Regions from separate parts of the Mus musculus genome. Here region 1 is linked to region 2. Evidence: chromatin contacts called from public Hi-C data. All regions are on one chromosome and are shown on one strand. The core of a region is the stretch at or near the end of the contact, and the rest is flanking DNA. Distances in the headings are between cores, read along the strand shown.

The links. A called contact is a pair of places that touch in the nucleus more often than the background predicts.
Region 1: a contact with region 2 is called in a Hi-C map of uterus, with 4 times the contacts expected there. The contact joins two enhancer-like sites. A contact is called at or near these places in 6 of 39 promoter capture datasets (the HPC-7 cell line, cancer-associated fibroblasts, embryonic stem cells and 2 more), 1 of 484 Hi-C or Micro-C datasets (uterus), 8 of 115 datasets of contacts at active chromatin or transcription factors (craniofacial prominence, embryonic forebrain, embryonic hindbrain and 5 more) and 3 of 9 other capture datasets (adipose tissue, macrophages and pancreatic islet).

What each region holds. Positions count from the first base shown.
Region 1 is chr2:74,999,030-75,004,819 of GRCm38.p6, forward strand. No RefSeq gene overlaps it. Among named protein-coding and RNA genes, the nearest start is that of Gm46748, 60 kb to the right of the region's middle. Within about 2 kb of position 1,437, at least 46 of the 459 cell types and tissues checked have an H3K27ac peak or open chromatin away from gene starts, as enhancers often do. A contact at or near this core is called in uterus, where this site is marked.
Region 2 is chr2:74,737,515-74,743,427 of GRCm38.p6, forward strand. The region is part of intron 1 of Hoxd3 (homeobox D3); the gene reads left to right. Among named protein-coding and RNA genes, the nearest start is that of Gm14424, 12 kb to the right of the region's middle. Within about 2 kb of position 3,052, at least 18 of the 459 cell types and tissues checked have an H3K27ac peak or open chromatin away from gene starts, as enhancers often do. A contact at or near this core is called in uterus, where this site is marked.

The DNA of each region.
Region 1 (5,790 bases), core at 187-2,686, 260 kb after region 2:
TATGAACACTATCAGTCAGCTGGATGCCCCTATTTGCAGATTCAGGCCAGCAGCAGACAGATGTAGGCTTTACAGGACTGACTGGGGTGGGACAGGAGTGATAAGACAGGAGTATGGCCATGACCTGGAGCTTGTTCTGAGTTTTAACAGGAAAGATTTCCCTGTGTTCTGTGTTCCTTACCTGAGCCTGTGATCAGGGTATCTTCCAGAGAGCTTAGCTCTCCACAGATGAGAGGGGGGGGGGAGGGAGAGGAGAGGAGAGGAGAGGAGAGGAGAGGAGAGGAGAGGAGAGGAGAGGAGAGGAGAGGAGAGGAGAGGAGAGGAGAGGAGAGGAGAGGAGAGGAGAAAGAATTGCCCCTTCCTTAAGGCAGAAGGCACCCTGGCAGTCTAGAGCAGACATTTTGTATTGTCATCACTGTAGGTGTTTCTGTCTTCTGTTTGAATAAGGGCTTCTCTGCCCAGTTGACTACTACCCACATATTCCCTTGAGGCTAGCTTTGGGATTTTATACCCTTTATCCTGTTTCTGTCCCCAACAACATGAAAGGTGAAGTGGCCTCAGGTGCTGGACCATGTTGTCAGGGCCTCTGCATCTGTCTTTCAGCTGGGGCTGGGATGTGGGCCTGACAGGAAGCACACAGACCAGGCAATAGGAATGCCAGGTGCAAGAACTAAACTCCCTCAGACTGCATGAGGGGAAAGGACACCTGAAAGCTGAGGCTTTCTCTACTCAACAGTTCCTCTCCCCCAGGCTCACCCTACCCAAAAGCTGATGGCTAGCACTGACTCTGGTGGCTCCGGGTGCTTTGGCTCACCAGGCAGTGCGGCTCCCTCCCAAAGCTGTCTTGGTCTCCACTCAAGACCAAGGTGGTCTGGTAGGGGCTTTTCCTGTCTCCCCAAATGATGCCCACGTTGCTGTTCTGGTCCAAGGTCGGGAAAGAAGACCCCAGGAAAGAACAGTGATTCCACCCTCAACTCAGAGGGTGAATGTGTTCAGAGGTCACACACACTCCCCAGATGTGAGAGCAGACAGGAACGGCAACACATAAGAAGGATCCGAGAACTCGTAAATATGAACAACTACCACAAATAAAATCTACCAGCCTGTTACTCCCGGGAAACTGACTGCTTGTAGATCAGAGAAATGCTGCTCCGGGGTTTCCCATGCCTAACCGCAGCATCACCCGGGGACGATTCAGAAAGTGACCCAGGCCAAATGCGAGTGTCAGTCTTTGGTAAAATTTGATACTCCTCAAGTAACTCTGGTTAAGGCAAGAACAGACTCTTCAAATCAGTGCTCCTGCCCTGTGAAAACGACTCGACTTGGTGGGGGGGGGGGGGGGCAAACTTGAAAGGATGCAGCCCAGATGTTAATTTTAAGATCCTCTGGGCCCAACACAGCTGTGGCCTCCAAACTGTTTTGGGATGGAGTCCGGCCACACCCACAGCTGCAGCCGAGCAGTGCAATTTGAAACTCCCCCAGGGCCAACTGCTGTGAAAAGAGCAGTTTTATTACACAAAATAAAACAAAATGCCAGCTCATCTTTACAGTTTCACGGTCTGCCTCGGGGAACACAAAAAGAGTTTTATTTTTCACCTCGTGCGCACTCTGCGCCAGCCGGGTTTGTCTCGGGGCCAGTTTGGGAGGAAGATCTGGAAAGTTCTCTGCTCTGTTGTGGACTCCACTGGTGGTGGAGCTGACATTGAACTTGACTGACTACAGCTGCTCTTTCTGGGCAGTGAGGGAGCAGCATTTAACGTAGCTCTTATGGGGATGTTGCATGTGTTCACGGGAGCTGGACCTGGACCTCATGCCTGAGATACACGGTCTCCCTCGTCTCAAAGCTTTGGAGCAAGATTTTGCCTTTTAATTAAATTTTAGAAGCTTGTTAAACTAGATTTCTGCTTTTAAGAGAGCACACTTAAAAAGAAAATGATGTGCCCCCAATAATCTATAAAATTGAAATTCTGAGGCAGATATTAAAGTTTTCTACTCTAGCTGAAACACTGACAAGAGACGATGAAAGTATATTGTTTGGAGGGCTGGGAAGAGAACTCAAGAGCTACAAGCTGAACTATCGTGAGACCCGTGTTCCAATCCCCAGCACCCAGGGAAAGAGCTGAGAGTGGGGGTACATACCTATAATCTCAATGCTGGCGTCAGAGACGGGAGGATCCCTGAGGCTTGCCGGCCAGCCATCTTAGCTGAACCAGTGACCTCTAGGTTCAAAGAGAGATGCTGTTTCAAAGAATAATATAGAGAGTACCTGAGGACGATATTCAGTGTTGACCTCTGGTCTACATGTGTATACATACAGACACTATATCACACACACACACACACACACACACACACACACACAAGTATATTGTTAAATCAAGCATCAGCGTTACTAGATGAAACTACGGAAGTTAGCTAATAGCCGACTGATTTTTAGTGCAAACAGGGAAACGACCCCATGGTCTTTTTGTTTTCTCTCTGTGTCTAATGCATTGAGTCGTACACGCAATCTAGGACAGCTACATGCTTGATCTCGGTAGAGGAGAAGCCAGCCTGCACACGGGTGTGAGGGTCTCTGTGATATGAATCGGACGGAAACATGAACTAAGTTGTTTGAGCAGATGTTTTGTCTACACAATGCTGAGCGTTAAGAGGCAGATATTAAGGTTTCCTTCTTCCCGTGTAGAGACCTGGTGTCATATAGATGAAACACTCCATAGGATAAATGAAGGTCCCTCTTCTGTTCAGACGTTTTTGATATATGATATATAGAAGCAGCTGGAGAAGAGTTCAGCTCAGAATGAAGAAGCAGAAGCAGGGGAGAGGAGAAGAAAACTCAAGGACAAGGACCAGTTGCTCACATCCCTGGTAATGCAAACCCTCCAGGTAACCAAGTAGAGGGAACTTGTCACTTTCTAATGACAGACATGTTTACCAAGACCATGCACTGAATTGTCTTCCTCTCCTCCCTTAGCTCGGAACCTTTGTGCCCTGTCCTAATCTTATGCTATGCATAGTGGCTGTGGACGATTAACAAAAGGAGAAAGGGCTCCGTAATAAAGCAGACATCGACATGGAGACAGAGGGGACTCGGGGTTTCTAACTGCTGCTCTTAGGTCTCCCCCCGGTGAAGGCTCCCAACAAGGCAGGCATTGCTACTGCGGCCACTGCTCCACCTGACCAAATTCGCCTCCTTGGGTATGCGAATGCTTGTGGGTGCTCCATTTGTTCACTTATGTCTGCTTATTCTTTTAACATAAAGAACCACTTGCTGTACATTCCAGTCATGTGTTTCCTGCCTTTGCTAATCGATGTTGTGCCTGTCAAATCTTCGCTGTCCTGAAAATACACCTCGCCCCCCATCTCCCTCCCTACAGTGTTCTCCCTGTCTGTAACACAAATGCCTACTTTTTATTTTCCCCTAGTTTAATTAGTGCACGGATTCATTTTGATTGATGAATTGATGTGGCTTATTGGCACGAAGTCTTCCCTCCCCTCCCCGTGCTGTGTGAGTGTAATAGAAACGGCTCGTGGAGGCGACACCTGCTTTGATGCTGATGCTCTGATGCAGATGTGAGGGGCCAGCCCCTCATCTGGGTTTCTCTGGTGTCTAGGGGGCAGACTGGTATTGAATGGAGATGCTGGAGGTGGTACGCGGAAAGCGATAGCTGAGAAACAGTGTTGCTTAGGACTCCATTTTTACATCTTATTGGACTGATTTTGAAATAGTCATTGTTCACACAATGGGCCGAGAAGGGAAGGCGACCTTGACTCTCTGCCATCGGTAGTGAGGCATTGTGAATGAGCTCAGCGGACTGAAAATTTCCAATGCCTCTTGCCAAAGACTTCCGCCGAAATTAGCACGCAGTTGGTAACAATCTGATTTCTCCGTTCATTTTAATCAGTGAGGATTAATGGTTAAAATTTTTATTTCTAATCTCACTTTAGCCTGACTAACAAAAGCTGTCACTTTCCCGAAAACTGCTAAATGAAGAAAGATTTATAAGCTCCTTGAGAGAATAAAAGTTAAAGTGCTGAGACCCACTTTTCAGACCATAAAGTTTCCAAATTCCCATAACGGTCTCTGAGGTTCGTTTGCAGAGTCTGCCTCCACTGGATTCAGCAACAGTTGGGTAAAGGTGGAGATACTGATGCTTCCTGGGTGGCACTAGAACTCCAGATGAAAGTGTAGACTATTCCTAAAGAAACTAAGACCACAGAGGACACAGGACTCCAGATGTGAGGGGAGCATGGCTTACATAACTGCAACCATTTTCTTTTCCAGGGATCTCTCCAATCAACTCTTTCCACAGTCCTCCTGGGGTCTTCTGTCCAATAAAAATTATAAAATGGCTAAAGTTTCTCTGTACTCGGTAGAGGATTTGTTGATTTTTTTTTCCTAACTGGTTCTCTCTACCCACTTTCTTGCAAACTTGACCATATTTTCTCAGCCTGCTTCTCACCCAAACTGGACCCACTCATTTCTTCACTTTCTGTTGAGTGGTTTGAGGGCTAGCCTGTGCCCTCACTAGTCACCAGTCCCACTGTGCCCAACATAGCACCTTTAGCTCCCAAGTCAAGGCTAGTGTGGGCACCATAATGGCGCTGGAGAGGGGGAACTGAAGTGTCCCAGTGTGCTGGGACCAGGGAGATCCTCAAAATTTCTTTCTTACCTCAACTCTAGGATCCTACAGATTCGATGGAAGGAACAGTTGGCCTCTTGGGCCTTTTCTTCTAGTTGGATCAAATCGACATCTGTGCCTGTTCTCCAGGTTTTAATTCTCTTGTGGCAAATATAACTCCTCAGCTACTGGACTGACTCAGTCAATAGGACAAACACTTCATTTAACAAGGAACTGGCCCCGAAAAATGGACTCTCCACTTCTCAGGTACAAGACTGCCAGACCACTTTTTTTTTTTAACAATTGCATTAATTTTAATTTCCTACAGATCAGAACGACTCCACAGATATTTTGGAGCTTCTCCTCTCATCGGTGGATTCTCTAATAGTCAGAGTGTGTTGCTGCTGGGAAAGCGTCTGGCTTTTACCTTCACCGTGTCAACTTAAACCTTACAGCGGGCCTTCTGTAAAGGGGTGTGCTGCTCAGAGTAGGATCTACTTCGGGCTGGGTAGCTGTCCTCCCAGCATCCTTTTCACCTACTCTCCCAGCATCCTTTTCACCTGCCCTCCCAGCATCTTTTTTACCTGTCCTCCCAGCATCCTTTCACCTGCCCTCCCAGCATCCTTTTCACCTGTGCACCCAGCATCCTTTTCATCATCCTACAATTAGCTGGGACAGTCTTCTCGCTATCGAGTTTATAGTTCTCTCTCTCTCTCTCTCTCTCTCTCTCTCTCTCTCTCTCTCTCTCTCCCTCTCTCTCTCTCTCTCATTGGTCTCACCTACATTTAACCCCTGGATGGCCAGTTGAGGAACTTGTCAAATTTCTATTTCCTACTTTATGCCACACTTGTATGGCAGACTGCATGAGGTCACAAGCAGCAAAAACTTTGCTATAGCGGCTTCATGCTACAGAAGTTCATCCCACCATGAATTATGCCCAATTATGTCAATTAGCCCAGCATAAGCAACATATGGCTGATGCCGTTACTCCCTGCTATCAAACAGGGTCCCTCTTTCTGTGCGTAGATGGCCTTTTACTCATGATGTTGGGATCCAGCTGCCCCTCATAAGACAGGAGACCAAGCCCAATTGTCTTTTCTTGGGATGTATTTTTGTTTAGGCAAGGGGCAGAGGAGGGAGGGGATGTTTTCTGCTCTGAGGTTGGTCA
Region 2 (5,913 bases), core at 1,802-4,301:
CTCGTGGCTCCAGGCTAGAAGTGTAGAAGACAAATATCACAGGTCTTTTTCCCAACCAAGGCAAGCGCGAGTGACCCTGTGAGCAGAAGTGGGCCGAATCTACTAGACTACCCCAGAGACCGGAACCCCAAGTGAGGAGGAGAAGCACTGTCTAAATTTAAGTTGGGACAGTCCCCAGTGGGAGGAGGACTGAGGTCCAAAGTCTTAGCCATCAAAGGGAGCAGGAAAAGTTGTTTTGTCAATCAGCTGCACTGGGCTCCATCAGAATTTGAAGTTGGTGGACATTTTTCTTTGCTCATTGCCTCGGAGCTGCAAGCCTGCCAGCTTAGTCAGCTGAATCCAATTACTGCAAGCAGCATTTCATTTGGCCCCATGGAGCACTCACTTATAACTTCCCCGAAATTTTCAATAATCCCCACCAAGGCTCTACTCTGGTCCTATCCTGAAGAGTTTTCCCTGGGTACTGCTGGTGGGTGGGGTGTGGGGGTATGTCTGGAGTCAGATCTTCCCCAACAGCTAGCGGACAAGATTCCCTTCTGCTTCTGAAGTTTCTGGCTGCGAAAAGTGTGTTGGAACTCAGGCAGGACGAAGTCAGCCGGGTTCAGACCACGACAGGGGGGGGGGGCACTCAAAATCCAAAATTAGGCCAGTCCTGCGTGGCTTGAAGCAGGGCAGGGCAGAAAACGCAGAAGAGAGCTCTGGGGGGTTGCAGGGAGGATGTTTTGCTTGTGACCCAACTGACTTGAGGTCCTTTCCCCTATCCACTTCCCAAGACCCCTGTACCCAGAGCTCAGAGAGCACCCCTCACTATAAAAAGCCCAGGCACGAACTTACCAGGTTCCTCAACGCCTGGAAAGCAAAATTTAGCTAAATGCTAAATTTTGGGACTGCGAGGCTCTTCTTCTCAGGGAGTGATCCTATTTCTAAAGAAACCTTCTAAAAAATAAGTAAAAATGATCAAGCTGCGCAGGTTGATGTCTGCCCGTGCTATTGTATGATATAAAACGGTATGGGGACTGAGGCCACCGGTTTGAGCATCCTGATAACCCCTGCACCTACACTGTGTCACCCTCGGGGAGGGGGTGCACCTACACTGTGTCACCCTCGGGGAGGGGGGGCAGCCAAGAGGGTTGGAACATAGAAAGCAGACAAATGAGGAGTCTTCCCCAACACAGGCCATCTTGGGAAGCTGAAGTCGGGCCGCGAAGTTAGGAGTCCTACCGGGCTGGCATCTCTCTGAGGCGCTTCCGTTGGGTGTTCATTAAGAGGTGACTTATTGCAGCATGAGCCAAAGGTCACTTCAAAGGCTTATGGCTACGCTCTCTCGTCTTTAGAAGCTCCCTGGACGCTTTGTGTGGGGTTTTCCCGGGTGCAGTTTAGTGTTTGCAAACTACTGAGTCGACAAATTGCACAGGGCAGATGCAAGAGAGAGACTGCCTCTCCCTCCTTTCACCTGACCAGAGACCGGCTCGTGCTGAGCAGCCGCAGTGGTGAGCGGTTTGGCTTGGTCTTGGTTTGGGGTTGGAGATAGGGAAGGTTGTTGGCTTCTTACGATATTTATAGTCTAGTCCGGACCCAGAACTAAGCAGCCCAGGCCCAGATTGGTGTGGGCATTCTCTAACAACTTCCAGGAAAGCTAGCTGAGCCAGAGAGATAATGTGCAAATCAGGATATAGCTAGAGCCGAATTTCCAGTTTACCTAACTCCCCGTTTACCCGGACCCTGAGGAGGCAGCTCCAGTAACATCCACCCAGGTGCCCTTGCACATCTACCCTCCTTTCCTGTCCCTCTAACCTGTAAGCTTCCTCCTACCTTATTTTAGGGCTTCTCTGAGAGGGCTGACCCACTTGGCTCACCCCCTGGTCCTTTCCTCATGACCAGGTTCTCTCTCCCCTCCCCCATCCAGCCAAAGATTTTTGCCCTCAAGCTCCCCTGGATCCAACTGTGTCTTCATTCTGCTGGGGCCAAAGCGTCTGGAATAGCTGCAGGCACCACATACAATGGTCACATTGATTATGACACCCTTAAAGAGGGTAAAGGCTCTCCTGGTATGTTTGGAAGACAGAACCAGCTGCTACTGAGTTTTCCATTTTGTTCCAGATCTGCTTCCGCAGAACACCAAAGAAAACTGAAGAGCCTACAAAAAGTGTTAGAGATAAAATTCAAGACAATATACATGCAATATTGTGGTGAGTGGGGGGTGATTTAAATAAACAAATAAATAATTTGCTCTACATTTCCATGCCCACCCCCACCCCCTTAACTCAAGATAGCCATCCCAGGATTCATACATCAAGACATAAAACAAAGGGTGGCTTTGAAGTGGATCACCTCAGTGTGAACTGCTGCCTGTTACATGAGAACCGATCATCGGCCTTCAAATTTATGGCGCTTTAATAGAGTGCGTCCGCTGTCTTAAATGCAGGGTATGCTACAGTACTGAGTTATCCCGGCTAAACAGGAGTGATTTAGAATGGGCGTCCTGGGCTTCCCAAAGGGCAGAAGAGGCTCAGGCTGAGAGGGGTCGGGAGAAAGTGGGCAGTCAATTCTCTTCTCAGCAAACCCGCTGAAGACTGGTTTTCCAGAAGTAGCAAAGCCATCAGAGCAAAGAGTGTCACCGCTCCGTTCTACTGAATTAACAAGAATGCCCAGTAAAAGTCGCCGCCTCCAGGATAAGATCCCTGGGTTATTGGAAGACCCGGGTTAGACAAAATAGGGAGTGGAGGTTAGACCAACTTGAACCTCCAAGAATTTTAAGAGAAACTGACACAACCAGTGTCCCATCACCTCCCACTTCTGCCACCCAAGACTGGCACCGACTGACGGTGGCAGTAAGCTATTCACTACCACAGCCGCGCTTGACACATCCAGAGACTGTGGCCTCCCTCCCAGCCCAAGCCTTCCTCTCCGGCGGCCTTCCCATGGCAGCCGCGGGCGGGCGAGCGAGCGAGCGAGCAAACGCCTGGCATCCATCGAGCCTCCTAGAGTCCGAGACCAGGCGGGCAGCAGGTCTGTGGTCCTCGGCCGGGCTTGCGATCCTCTCTTTCCAACTTGGACTGCCGAGCACAGCTGCTACTAGGCCAGGCTGGCGCCGGCCACTTTATATAATCCCCGCAGCTCGCACGCAGGGTGTGTAAACGGGAAAAGTGCGGAGTAGGGGATTCTTTTGCCGTGCTGCCTCCTACGCGGAGCCTGCTTTCCACTTCTGAAAAGTGCCGGGCCTTGGGAAATGTTTTTCTTTTCATTCCTTACTGAAGCGTTTACTGCTGCCGTGGTCACAGTCATAAATTTTGTTACAAACCACAATGACAGGTGCATTGATATGCACCGTGAGAGCTCCAGCTGCTTAATAACCCTGTCCCCTGGCCGCTGTGAGCGCCTTTTATTTATTCGGTATCATATTAGGTATTGATCTGGGCAGAATTAAGTGCAGTGAGCAAGTATCAGGACTCCGGTGCTTCTGAGGCTAGGCCAGCTGGGCGGGCCGGCATGGCTGGAGAGAGAGTGGTGGGAGCTCTGCGAGGGTGCCTGGTCTTCCTTCCGGTTGGAAACCATTTGGCCCTGTCTTGGGGCCTGCCTTTAGGCCTCCAAATTGAGTTGGGTAACTTCCGGGGACTTTGGAAAATGACTAGCCTGTCTGTTTGGTGACTCTTCTCTAAGAGGTCTAGGGGTGCTCCAGGAGACTGAATGGCTGCACAGTCCCATTCCTCGGGTTGGAGTTTGGGTGGGGGGGGGTGGATGGCCGGAGGAGGAGGAGGAGGAGGAGGAGGAGGAGGAGGAGGAGGAGGAGGAACTAAGCAGAAGGAGAGAGGGCAACAGAGGACTACTCCAAAACAAGAAATCCTGATCATCTGCCCCTCCCCCAACTGCCCCCCCCACCAGCATTTGGGTCTTGGTGCTCAAATGAGCAAAGGTACCAAAGGGTGAGAAAAGAAAGCCTTAAAGGGGGGGGGTGTGATGGAAAAGATGAGCCACTGAACAGTTGACCATTGTCCAAATGATTTATGACCCAGTCCTGCTTTTTAGGTTCAAGCAGAGTTCACAAGGAGTAGGGATTTCTGGAAAGAAATAAACTGGGTTCCCCCCCCCCAGGTTTTATAACAATATTCTCAGGTCACCATGCTTTGGAAGAGGGGCTTCTTTAGGGTTCTGTCTGGTGGGTGCTGCAAAGGCTTTTTATTTTTCTTCCCCCAAAGAGAACAACACAGTTACTACCCTTGCTTGTACAGAAATGGACACCAGGCCATGAAGCAGGTCTGGAAATTCCTTACAACAGTGCAAACAGGCAGGAGATGACTCTGGTTGTGCGCTCTAGTTGTACCTCTGAGTCTTTTTTACATAGAGAGTTTTCTAGGGACATGCCACAGAGCAAAAATAATATGTCATCTGTTCCACGGGCTTGCTTAGCTCCTCAAGAATCTATTTTGATGAGACTGGTCCACCATTAAAGACAAACTTGGTCAACAAGGAGGCAGGAGGGGATGTTTTGCTTCCACAGTTGTCAAGGAATGACAAAGCAGCAGCAGTGAATTCTGGTGGTCTCATAAGCCTGACCATTTAGACATCCAGAAGTAAGCAGGATCCCTGAAAAGCCCTAGAATTTAGCAAGCCAGCACACCAGGTTCTTTGGCCTGGGGCAAACATATAAATATTAGTCACAGACTGAGGATTTAACTGTCCATTTGCTGTTTGGTAACTCTAGCAGTCAGAGATTGGTATTGAAAACTAATCAAATGAATTAGTCTAGCTTTGTTAGGTAGATATCTTAACTGCACACATTTATATATTACTGTAACCCACTGAGAAGGACCCTGTCTCGCATCAAGATAAATGACATATTTACTTATATTCTAAAACAAAATGGAGAACAATACTACCAAACAAAGGCTAATTTGGAGAGTTTTTGTACTTGGTTGGGTGAAAATACAGGGGGAAATGAATGCAGGACTATTTTGGTTCCTATATTTAAATTCGATTTGCCAGAAGTTGCATGATAGGTTCTCTCATGGTGATGGGAGCCAGGGAGATTTTTTGGAAAGAAACTTTGCCTAAAAGATGAGATCAAGAATTAAAACCAGAGAGCTGACCAGTGAGTTTTCTTTATCAAACAGACAAAAGTGATTGAATGATATTAGTTATACATTAACTCCTCAGGAACCTTTCAGAAGGGTGGGAAAAGCATCCCCCATGAAGAGTCAGTGCATACAAAAGGGGAAGAATTTTTCTTACTCCCCCATCCTTCTTATTCTGGGTCCATTCATCATGTCAATAGAACTTTTCTCATTGGTTATAGGTTGGATGAGAGGTGGGGCAGAATGGAAAGTCCAGAGCAGAGGTCAATAATAATATCTGTTTATGTAAAGATCCAGAGGAAAATGATAAAGTTATGAGAGCATTCACCATTCAGTCATACAACAAACATTTCAAAATCTAGATCACATATTTTCAGGGATGCCCTTTTAAAAGTAGGAAGAGGAAAAAGTAAGGGGTGTGGAAAAGTGTGAAGAAAGAAAACCTCTTTCTTTCTTTCTTTCTTTCTTTCTTTCTTTTTTTTTTAAACTTCAAAGTAAGTCTGGGAGTCTTTAAGTCTTTTTTGATTTTTTACCACCTAGGCCTTTACACCTTAGATTTCATAGTGCTGACCCACAAAACTAGCTGTGTAGATTCTCACCCTGACATCCAAGTGGATCATCTGGGTCTTCAAAAAAGATGGTGTGATTCTGAAACCAAGTGGAAAAGATACTTTTGGAAGGAAGCTCTGGAAACGCTGGGTGTGCAATGGTCCTTTTTCTTTCCTCTATCAAAACATGGAGATTAAGGTTTTCGGGGGGTATGAGACCCCACATAGCACACACAAAGCCCCAGGGTTGATTTCCACCACCAAGCAAAACCAAACCCCAGGACTATCCAAAG